Linked DNA regions of Oryctolagus cuniculus: region 1 is linked to region 2. Evidence: chromatin contacts called from public Micro-C data. All regions are on one chromosome and are shown on one strand. The core of a region is the stretch at or near the end of the contact, and the rest is flanking DNA. Distances in the headings are between cores, read along the strand shown. Region 1 holds the start of TMEM128 (transmembrane protein 128). Region 2 holds the start of STX18 (syntaxin 18).

What was found. Hi-C and Micro-C count contacts between places; a contact is called where the count stands out from the background.
Region 1: a Micro-C map of ear pinna shows a contact between it and region 2, with 3 times the contacts expected there. The contact joins the promoter of TMEM128 here to the promoter of STX18 in region 2. A contact is called at or near these places in 2 of 6 Hi-C or Micro-C datasets (ear pinna and an unstated tissue).

The regions. Positions count from the first base shown.
Region 1 is chr2:4,860,948-4,866,233 of mOryCun1.1, reverse strand. TMEM128 (transmembrane protein 128) reads right to left here and starts at 2,931. Exons shown (of 5, transcript XM_002709352.5): 1 at 2,693-2,931; 2 at 946-1,087. The coding sequence starts at 2,789.
Region 2 is chr2:4,626,276-4,630,969 of mOryCun1.1, reverse strand. It overlaps STX18 (syntaxin 18), which reads right to left and starts at 2,798. Exons shown (of 11, transcript XM_070069566.1): 1 at 2,169-2,798. The coding sequence starts at 2,336.

The sequences.
Region 1 (5,286 bases), core at 1,682-4,181, 240 kb before region 2:
GGATTACCAACACCAGGCCCACCCTCCTGGAACCCTGCCCGTTCACCTGCTCTCCGAAACAAACCCTGGGAGCTGTCCTCACCAGCCGGCTCTCGGCCCCTCCTCCCAGCTGTCCTGCACTTGGTCGTCAAGAGACCGTCAGACTTTCTCTCGCCATTTCCCCCAGTGCGTTACACCCTTACACTCACCAGCACCCCCCCCCCCCCACAACACATCTGTACTGAAAAGACACTGACACAACTTCCAGTTCTCGCCACTGCTGTGCGCGCCCATGGCACACGCCCTCAGCTCGGCCTTGTTTCACTGCCTCTATGTGAGGGGATGATGTGATGATGTGATGATGTGATATGTGCACGCACGCATCCGTCACTTCCCAGAGCTCCCGCTGTGGCTTGTGTACGGGATGTGTGGGCGGAGGACTCACGAGAACACTCTCCTGGCAAAGTTCAAGTACACAGTACCTTACTGTTAACAATACAGTTAGGGGCCGGCGCTGTGGCACAGTGGGTTAAAGCCCTGGCCTGAAGTGCCAGCATCCTATACGGGCACCGGTTCTAGTCCCGGTTGCTCCTCTTCTGATCCCGCTCTCTGCTATGGCCTGGGACAGCAGAAGAAGATGGCCCCAGTCCTGGGGCCCCTGCACCCTTGTGGGAGACCCAGAAGAAGCTCCTGGTTTCAGATTGGCACAGCTCCGGCTGTTGCAGCCATCTGCAGAGTGAACCAGCGGATGGAAGACCTCTCTGTCTCTACCTCTCTCTGTAACTCTTTCAAATAAATAAAATAAATCTTTAAAACGTGTGCCCTTTAACCAACACTGCTCACTCATCTCTGCCCCCAGCACCAGCACGGTGCCCGGCACACAGGAGGTGTTTTCTTAATTTCTGAAAAACCCACCTGAAAAAATGGAACGCGAGAAGTAAGACGAGGGCGTCCAAGTTTTCTTACCTGCTAGTGTGAAAGTTCTCTCTCAGGGTTTTAAAGAAATCAACATAGTAGGTCACAGCAATGGAGGCCAAAATCCAGAACCCGGAATGGAGGTTCAGTCTCGGGAGGGGTTTCTCCTTCTTCTCGGCAGCTGTGGAAGCGCCTGCAAATAAAATCCCAACTAAGTTCCCAGAACTTCCGGGGAGATCACACCTACTTTAAGTCAATTTCCCTGCTCTTTCTAAACAGCAGAGTCTCTCCCTTTACAGCACCAAATCGCTCTGTAAAATCATTATGCCATCGCATAATGCAGAAAAAATATAGATGCAGAACAAACCAATAGGAGGCTGCATAAAACATGTTCAATGCAGGTAACGTCCACATTGTCAGTCTTTTGGAAATAACGATGCTATTCACAGTGTACAGCTCTTCAAACTAGGTTTCACCTGAGTGAAAGTTAAGAAGTCATGAGTCTTAAGAAAAAAAAAAAAAGCAGAGATAAACATCAGAGCACAAAATGGACTTGTCACATCTAAATTATTATTATTTTTTTTTTTTTTTTACAGGCAGAGTGGACAGTGAGAGAGAGAGACACAGAGAAAGGTCTTCCTTTTGCCGTTGGTTCACCCTCCAATGGCCGCCGCGGCCGGCGCGCTGCGGCCGGCGCACCGCGCTGATCCGATGGCAGGAGCCAGGAGCCAGGTGCTTCTCCTGGTCTCCCATGGGGTGCAGGGCCCAAGCACCTGGGCCATCCTCCACTGCACTCCCGGGCCACAGCAGAGAGCTGGCCTGGAAGAGGGGCAACCGGGACAGAATCCGGCGCCCCGACTGGGACTAGAACCCGGTGTGCTGGCGCCGCAAGGCGGAGGATTAGCCTAGTGAGCCGCGGTGGCGGCCTCTAAATTATTTTTAAACACACGTAATCTCTTGAGTCAGCTCAAACATGGGAAAGGCACGCCACATCTCTCAGGCCGGCGCAGGGCGGTCCAGACAGGTGCCAACAAGTCCCTTCTTCCACCTGGGACTTCCTCGGCAAGACTGGGGGGCTGGGCCGGGTCAGATGGCGATTAACAAGCTGCCCTTTTTCACTGCGAGGAAGAACCGCAGGTGCCCATCGCAGGGCCTGGGCCTTTAGCAGACCCATCAGATGCCCGCAAACGCAAACTGATCTTAACAGAGACCCTGGGGACACACCCAGAATGCAGAAACCAAAGCTGCCGTGGACCCAGCTCACAACGTACGGGCCAAAAGATCTAAAACGAAATGCCCCGACCTTCACCCCAATTCCCCAGCCAGCCCGGGGCAACCTCCACTGTCACTTGTACTGCGTTCTAGCACATCCCGTGGCCTCCCGGTGAACGCAGCACACGCAACTCTGCATCTCCCTGAGGAAATCGGCCACAGCCGGCACACGGACGCCTGCCCGCGTGCCCCGGACGGACAGGGGCGGTCTCATTTCACCAGTTTCGCACCGACGGCAAATCGGGTGTCCCCAGTCGTTTGCTACTAAGAGATGCTGGGGTGGACACCTTCACTCCGAATTTTTCTTAAAAAAAGACTTTTAACGGCTATCTCCTCACAGGCGCTCCCAGAAATGCTGAAGCGGGACTAAGAAGTGCAAGGCTGCGTGAGCCTCCCGTTCGTGACATTAAATACCCGACTTGCAAAAACTACTTTGTAGCCGAGAAATGAAACCCGGCCCCTCCGGGAGGCCCGTGGAGCCGGCCGCTTCCGGGGGAACCTCGGCGCGGCTCGGAGCGCGCCTCACCCGGCCTGGCGTCGCCCTCGCCGTCCCGCGGGACCGCGGAGTCCGACGACAGCAGGTACCGCCGCCGGAGCTGCTCCCGGGCCCACGGAGCGTCCATCTTGGCGCCGCCCAGAAACGCGACGGAAGTGACGTCGGCGCACAGCACTTCCGGCGCCGGCGTCGGGGGCGGGGTAAGCGGTGGTCGCCGTGGGGAGGCGGCGGGGTGGCGTTAGTGGGTGCGAGGCTCGTATCCCACGCGTGATTTGAAGTTTTGGGTACTGCTAGCCTTCCCGGGTCCTTAGGGCGCTGATGCGTTTCCGACCTACGGAAGCCCAGAGGAACCAAGATGGCCGACGCCCGTGGGCGCGCGCGGGGCAGCCCGGCTCCCGAGTCTGCCCAGGCCTCCCGGTGTTGGAGCAGGCACGGACGTTCGCCCCGGCCTCTTTCCTACTCCTGCCTCTGGGGAGTCGCCCAGCCGGACTGGAAAGGGCTGAAGGCAGCCCCAGGAGGGAGAGGGGGCCCCGAACCGGGCCTCTGACCCCGTGGGGGACAGGAATGACCCTCTCTGGGCCTTTTGCTCTCAGGCCCGCTAGGCTGGACCTGCCTGCGCTCAGGTGGTTCGTGGGAGAGCTCCTTGTCCCGCCTGGGGGAACGTGTCCCCTCCGGACCGTGGGCACTAAGGTGCTTTCCCGGCCGCCCAGCGCTCAGAAGCCGTGTCCGCCGGTTCCCGGCTTTCTGTCAAACGGTCATCCCGATGGCTCTCCCGCTGTCCCCTGGCGAGCCGTGTTGCTCAGCGCCCACTGTGCGCTGGGAATGCTAGGCGGTGAGGATAGACTGCCCGTGAGCTGCGGCTGCAGCGCCGACCTGCAGGACGGCGCAGTGCACGGGGCGTCCTTCCCCCGGCCCCGAGTTCCGGGCAGCACGGGCAGCTGCGGGCGGTGCAGCGGTGATGGTGGTGGGTGGCGCTGGCCGAGGAGGTGGCCTCAGTAGGGTGCGCCTGGGGCTATGGCAGCGCTCAGTGAAGTCTGTTCTGCGGGGTGCGGGCAGGAGCAAGGGGAGCGCTTGAAGGAGATGGAACACAGGGCTGGTAGGGTAGTCCGAAAAGCCACGGCGGACGTGAACTTCGGATTAGCTAGTAGGCTGCTCTTCCATATCTCCTGGGTGTTGTGGGTGTTTGTAAAAGGAATGTAATAAAAAATATTTAAGAAGAATGTCAGCCGGCGCCGCAGCTCACTAGGCGCCGGCACACCGGGTTCTAGTCCCGGTCGGGGCGCCGGATTCTGTCCCGGTTGCCCCTCTTCCAGGCCAGCTCTCTGCTGTGGCCCGGAGTGCAGTGGAGGATGGCCCAGGTGCTTGGGCCCTGCACCCCATGGGAGACCAGGAGAAGCACCTGGCTCCTGCCATCGGATCAGTGCGGTGCGGCGGCCATTGGAGGGTGAACCAACAGCAAAGGAAGACCTTTCTCTCTGTCTCTCTCTCTCTCACTGTCCACTCTGCCTGTCAAAAAAAAAAAAAAAAAAAAAAAAGTCAAGTTCTTAGCGGCCCATTTCTGCAATTCCTTCAACCTTCCTGTACCCTTGGGAGCAGAGAGACTCACAGCCCGGCAGACTGCGGCCTCTAAACAATCCCTCCTTTTTTTTCCTGCTCTTTTTCTTTGCAAACTCCTAAACTGGGCTTCATCTCTTCAAAGCCAGCCGAGGTCTTGGCCCCTTTTTCTTCTTTCTCTTGTACGGGGTTAGAAGCCTTGTTAACAGGAAGTGACTTCGTCCCATCGAACAGTCTTGTTGATCTTTCTCCTCGAGAAAAGGTCAGTGCCGGGGCTCCCTCGTAACCAGATATTCCCGGGAGCCCCCCAGCCACCCCGGGGTTTCCGTGCGCGGTATGTTGAGGTCAGATCGAGTTCCCCCTTCGGTGGTTTCGGGGCCTTTGTATTTGGAGCTGAAATCCGTCCAGCTTTTTCCCCCTGATATTTTAAATGGCACTACTTGCATACCTTATTGATGCTACTTAAAAGCAGATTGGAAAAAATCCAGTATTTAATGACCACATCTTCTTTGTTGGGGTCCATTCAGTGAGTTCTTCAATGTGTGTACTGTGGCACCTTAATTATAGATAGAGATCAGATTGCTACCAGTGCAGACATTTTCAGTGTGGGTTACTTGTAGGGAGAACAGTGGATCTGACTGTGACCTTGCTGGTTCCGTTAGCCATATGGTTATGTCCGAGGTGTTTACAGCCTACGGAACCCTGACTCCATCACTGTGGCTCTTTGGGTGTGTTGTTTCATTTTCCTGGATATCAGTTTCAGCGTCTGAAGCAGCATGAACCAGAGTGCGGGTGGATGTACACAGGTGGCTTAGCCTAGTCCCTGGCCAGTGGTATGCATTCAGGAAGGCTACCTGCTGTTCACGACTCCATAGCTTGGCCTTCAAGATCTTGCACCTGCTCACCTCCTGGTCAGTATTTCCTGGTGCTTGGGCTGCAGCCACTCTTCGTTCATATTTCTCTTCCAGGAATTAGCAGGTTGGGCCATGGGGTCACCTGGCTTCCAGCAGTGGCTGCAGGGGCTAGAGCTAGGATGGTGTGCGGAGTGTAGATGGCACCATAGGTAAGAC
Region 2 (4,694 bases), core at 1,549-4,048:
CACGTGAGCACGAGTTTGAACTTCAGCTGTTCCACTTCCAATTCAGCTTACAACTGGGAAACAGCAGAAGGTGGCCCGAGTGCTTGGACTCCTGCCCCTGCCCCTGCCCCTGCCCTGAGTGGGAGACCCGAAAGAAGCTCCAGGCTCCTGGCTTCAGCCTTGCCCAGCCCCAGCCATTGTGGGAGTGGCCATTCGGGGAGCAAAGCAGCAGATGGAAGCTCGCTCTCGCACGCGCGCGCTCTCTCTCTCTCTCTGCCTTTTGAATGAATAAATCTTTAAAACAAAAACAAACTTTCAGGGACACACAAGCTAAGCGTCTGACAAATGGACAAAGTTCTCAAACACCTATGACAAGCGGTCACCTGTCCATTTTCTGCTACTGACAGGGAACTCGGCGCTCCACGGTCCTGCTACCACCCCTGAGGGGCATTAACACACAGCCTAGAGGGCATTCTCACCGCCCAAGGAGAGGCCCCGGGATCACTGGGTTCTCCACAGGGCCCGACGACCCAGCCACACTTCTTGCCTCTACCATCCCCAAACCCCTATGCCTGAGCAGGGCCCAAGCAAACTAGCTCAGTGTGAGTAAGAAATCAGTGATTTCAAACTTAGAGCCACCAAAAGTCCAAACTGCTATCCTGCCAGGGCCCCACGAGAGGAATCTGGGAGCCCTGGGAGGGGAGGACGTCCTACTTCCCTTTCTTCCCTTTCGACCTGAGACCGCACCTCCCTGCACCCTAATCAGCTATGTATCAGGGACCACTGTCATTCTGTGCAAGTCTTTTGTTGGGGGGGGGGGGCAGAGGAGACCATTGTCCCAGGAAGTAAAGGGAGGTAACAAACCCTGCTCACTAACCTCAGCTGGCTGACAGCGGCAGGGTTCAGAGGGCAGCTCTGTCCCCGGCTCCTTCCCGAGTGCCTGCTCAGTCACACGGCGGCTGACTGCCTAGAGGCCAGGTTCAAACTCCAGAGAGCGGTCACCATCGCCTAAGGCCCTTCAAGAGCCCTGCCCGCCACTGCAGCCCGGTGTCCACTGAACCAGCCAAGGGCACACCTCTGCAAACCGCTCTCAGCCAAGACGCCCTTCCCCACCTTCTCTGCTCGCCAACCCCTCTTCCCCGGAGACCTGCTGCAGGCGCGTCACCGCCCCGGAAGCCTCCGCAGGCGCACAGGTGGCAGTGAGCGCTCTCTGTGCTCCGCGGAACACCTGCAGGGCTAGCGCTGGGCCAGGCGCGCACGCCTCGCTCCTCTGCCGCTCCCTTCCCTTCCCACCGCTCTGTACAGCGCTGGTCGGGAGGCAGGCGCAACACAGACGTCTGCCGACCGCGTGCGTCCGTCCATCCGCTCCAATCCCCCTTCCGATGTTTGAAAAGCTGCTGCAAGCTGCCCCTCGCTAACAGATGCGCTACCCATGCATTTGAAAATACCTCGACCGCGAGGTGCTGGGTGTGAGCCAAGACAGGCGGTTCACCGCGACCTTAAGGAAAGTCTGCGTCAGGGACCCTCCCTTGCGCCCTCCAAACTCCTGACCCTCCGTTTTCTAACTTTATTTCTCCAAGAGGGTACATGGAACCGTATGAGCTTTGGGCGCCAAGCTTACAGAGTGAACCAGGCCAACACACCCTCGCCGCTTACGCCGGCAGCCATTCATCCAGCGAACCTTTACTGAGCCGAGCCCGTCGACAGACGGCTCCCGCTCTCAGGGAGACGCGTGGCTGCACGACGGAGCACGCAGAGGGTCGCGGCCACGCGTGGGAGCACACGCTGCTCGCCAGAGACGATCCTAACCGCGCTCCGCAGCCACCGAGCCCTGCCTCCCGCGACGGGCAGCACCGAGAGCGAGCGCCGCGGGACGCTCGCCACCCACCCACGAGGACGCTGCGGCCGCCAGCGAGGCCCCGTGGGAGGCTTCGCCCGCGTCCAGCTCTGAGTGACGGCGAACTCGTCACCTCCCGAAGCAACCCTGGAGCCCCGCGGACGGCGCCTCTAGGGCCACCCCCCCCCACCCCAGCAAAACAAGGCTGCTCCCTTCCCAAGACGGCTGTCGGCGCCCTGGGGCCACCCCTCCCTGCTCCCCGCTCGGGACCCCTTCCCGCTGACAGCGACTTGAGGTCTGGGGTCCCCCATCGCGGGTCCGCCCCCCGCCGTTTCCATAGCAACCAGCTCACCACTTCGCGGGCCCGGTTGGAGAAGTCACCCTTGGGCCGGGGGGTCCGGCGGAAGAGCTCGTCGCGGCTGCCCTCGACCCCGCCGCCGACTGCCACTCCCAGCGCCTTGTTCCGCGTCTTCACGGTCTTGACGCTGGCCCGGAATAGCAGCGTGATGTCCACCGCCATAGCGACCAGCAACAGCCACCGGCCCCTACACTCGGCCCGCTCCGCTCACGTCAGCAGCCGGCGACCGCGGCCGCTGGAGGACCGTTCCGGCGGCGCACGCCTCCGCCCGGCGACGACGACGCGAGAAGAAAGGTTCCGGCCTCCGCCTGTCGATCGCGAGGAGAGGAGAAAGGTTCCGGCCTGGGCCTGGGGGCGTGTGCGTCCCCGTGCCCACCACGAGCTCATCGGAGCCCCTTTAGCTCAGAGAACCCCGCTGAGCTCCAGTTACGCTGCGGGGTGTGGATCCCGGGAGCGAGATGAGGAAGCCGAAAGGCTCGGCGCCTTGTCCCGGCTCCTCCGCTGGTGGGGCGTGGGCGGTTCGGTGGCCGGACGCGGGGACGCGCCAGCCTTGACCTCGGGTCTTGAGCCGGACAGGCAGGGAGCCCTCGCCCCTCGCCCCTCGGCCCGGCCACCCGCTCCCCTGCGAGGCTCCTCCGCGCCTGCCTGGGGCTGGTGTGGGGTTAACCGAGACGACGCGTGGAGAGTGTTTTGACGTTGCTGGACCCAGAGAGGGGCCGTCCATGCAGTTGGTGGTGTTTTCCCATCACTCTTGCTATTTGTGGCGGGAGGAGCCTGGGAGCGGTGTCCCCCGAGCAGGTTTGAAATTTATCAGCTCAAAGAGGGACTCCTGCCGCGGGGTTCCGTTCACCCTTAATGTACGGTTTTTCAGCGTAGCGTCGGGTCAGCTTTTCCTGAAAGTCAGTGTATGAGGCTTTATTGGGTCATGGTTCAGTTTCAAGATCTCACTGGTTGGATCTTTTTTTTTTTTAAGGGTTATTTATTTATTTGAAAGTCAGAGTTATACAGAGAGAAGGAGAGGCAGAGAGAGAGAGAGGAGAGAGAAAGAGAGAGAGAGAGGTCTTCCATCCGCTGGTTCACTCCCCAAATGGCTGCAGTGGCTGGAGCTGAGCCGATCTGAAGCCAGGAGCTTCCTCCCGATCTCCCATGCAGGCGCAGGGGCCCAAGCACTTGGGCCATCTTCCACTGCTTTCCCAGGCCATAGCAGAGAGCGGGATTGGAAGTGGAGCAGCCGGGACTCGAACCTGCACCCATATGGGATGCTGGCACTGCAGGCAGCGGCTTTACCAGCTATGCCACAGCGCCAGCCCCAGATGGTTTTTTGTTGTTGTTTTTCCCCCTCAAATAGGAGGCACAAATGGAATGTGTATTGAAACAGCAGTTTCAATGGACAGCAAGATAAATTATTTTCATAATTCTAAGATGTTATTTCGTTTTCACTCTTGTTTTCTCATCAGTTGTATACGCAGGTATGACGAAAGTCCGTGGAAATGTGTATTATGAAAAAAGGTGTGCGTGCATTTCAAAAATTGTTAAAGATTTTATTTATTTATTTGCAAGGCAGAGTTACAGACAGTGAGAGGGAGAGACAGACAAGAAAGGTCTTCCATCCGCTGGTTCAATCCTAAAATAACTGTAATGGTGGGTGCTGGGCCAGGCTGAAGCCAGGAGCCTGGAACTCCATCCAGGTCTCCCACATGGGTGCAGGGGCCCAAGCGTTTGGGCCATCTTCCGCTGCTTTCCCAGGCCATAGCAGGGAGCTGGATCAGAAGAGAAGCAGCTGGGACTCAAACCGGTGCCCATATGGGATGCCAGCACTGCAGGCAAAGGTGTAGCCTTCTACAACACAGTGCCGGCCCCTCAAAGTTTTTTTGCACCAAAGTGAAATTACTGTTTCATCCCATTTTCCGTGAACATTTTGAAGTCCCCTGGACTGGTGGAGTTTTCCAGAGACTGATGGTACAGCCAACTAAATGCAGACATCCTGTCTTCTAGTAAGTCAGACTTCAGAGAGATTTGCAAAAATATAAAGCAATGCCATTCTTCTCACCAAGTTTTTAGTTGTTTTGGAAACTGTCTTTTTCATAAAAAGATCATTTATGGTAATATGTGATATGTTTATTATGATTTTAGATGAATAAATACTTAGGGTTTGGGTTTTAATTTCTTATATTTATTTATTTATTTTAAATAACATGGTCCTGGGGATTGCCCCCTCGTGAATGCATTAATGCTATCTCTTTTTTTATTATTGTTATTTGACAGAGTTAGTGAGAGAGAGACAGAGAGAAAGGTCTTCCTTCCATTGGTTCACCTCCCAAATGACCGCTATGGCTGGAGCTACACCGATCCAAAGCCAGGAGCCAGGTGCTTCTTCCTGGTCTCCCGTATGGGTGCAGGAGCCCAAGGACTTGGGCCATCCTCCACTGCCTTCCCAGCCACAGCAGAGAGCTGGCCTGGAAGAGGAGCAACCGGGACTAGAACCTGGTGCCCATATGGGATGCCGGCGCTGCAGGCGGA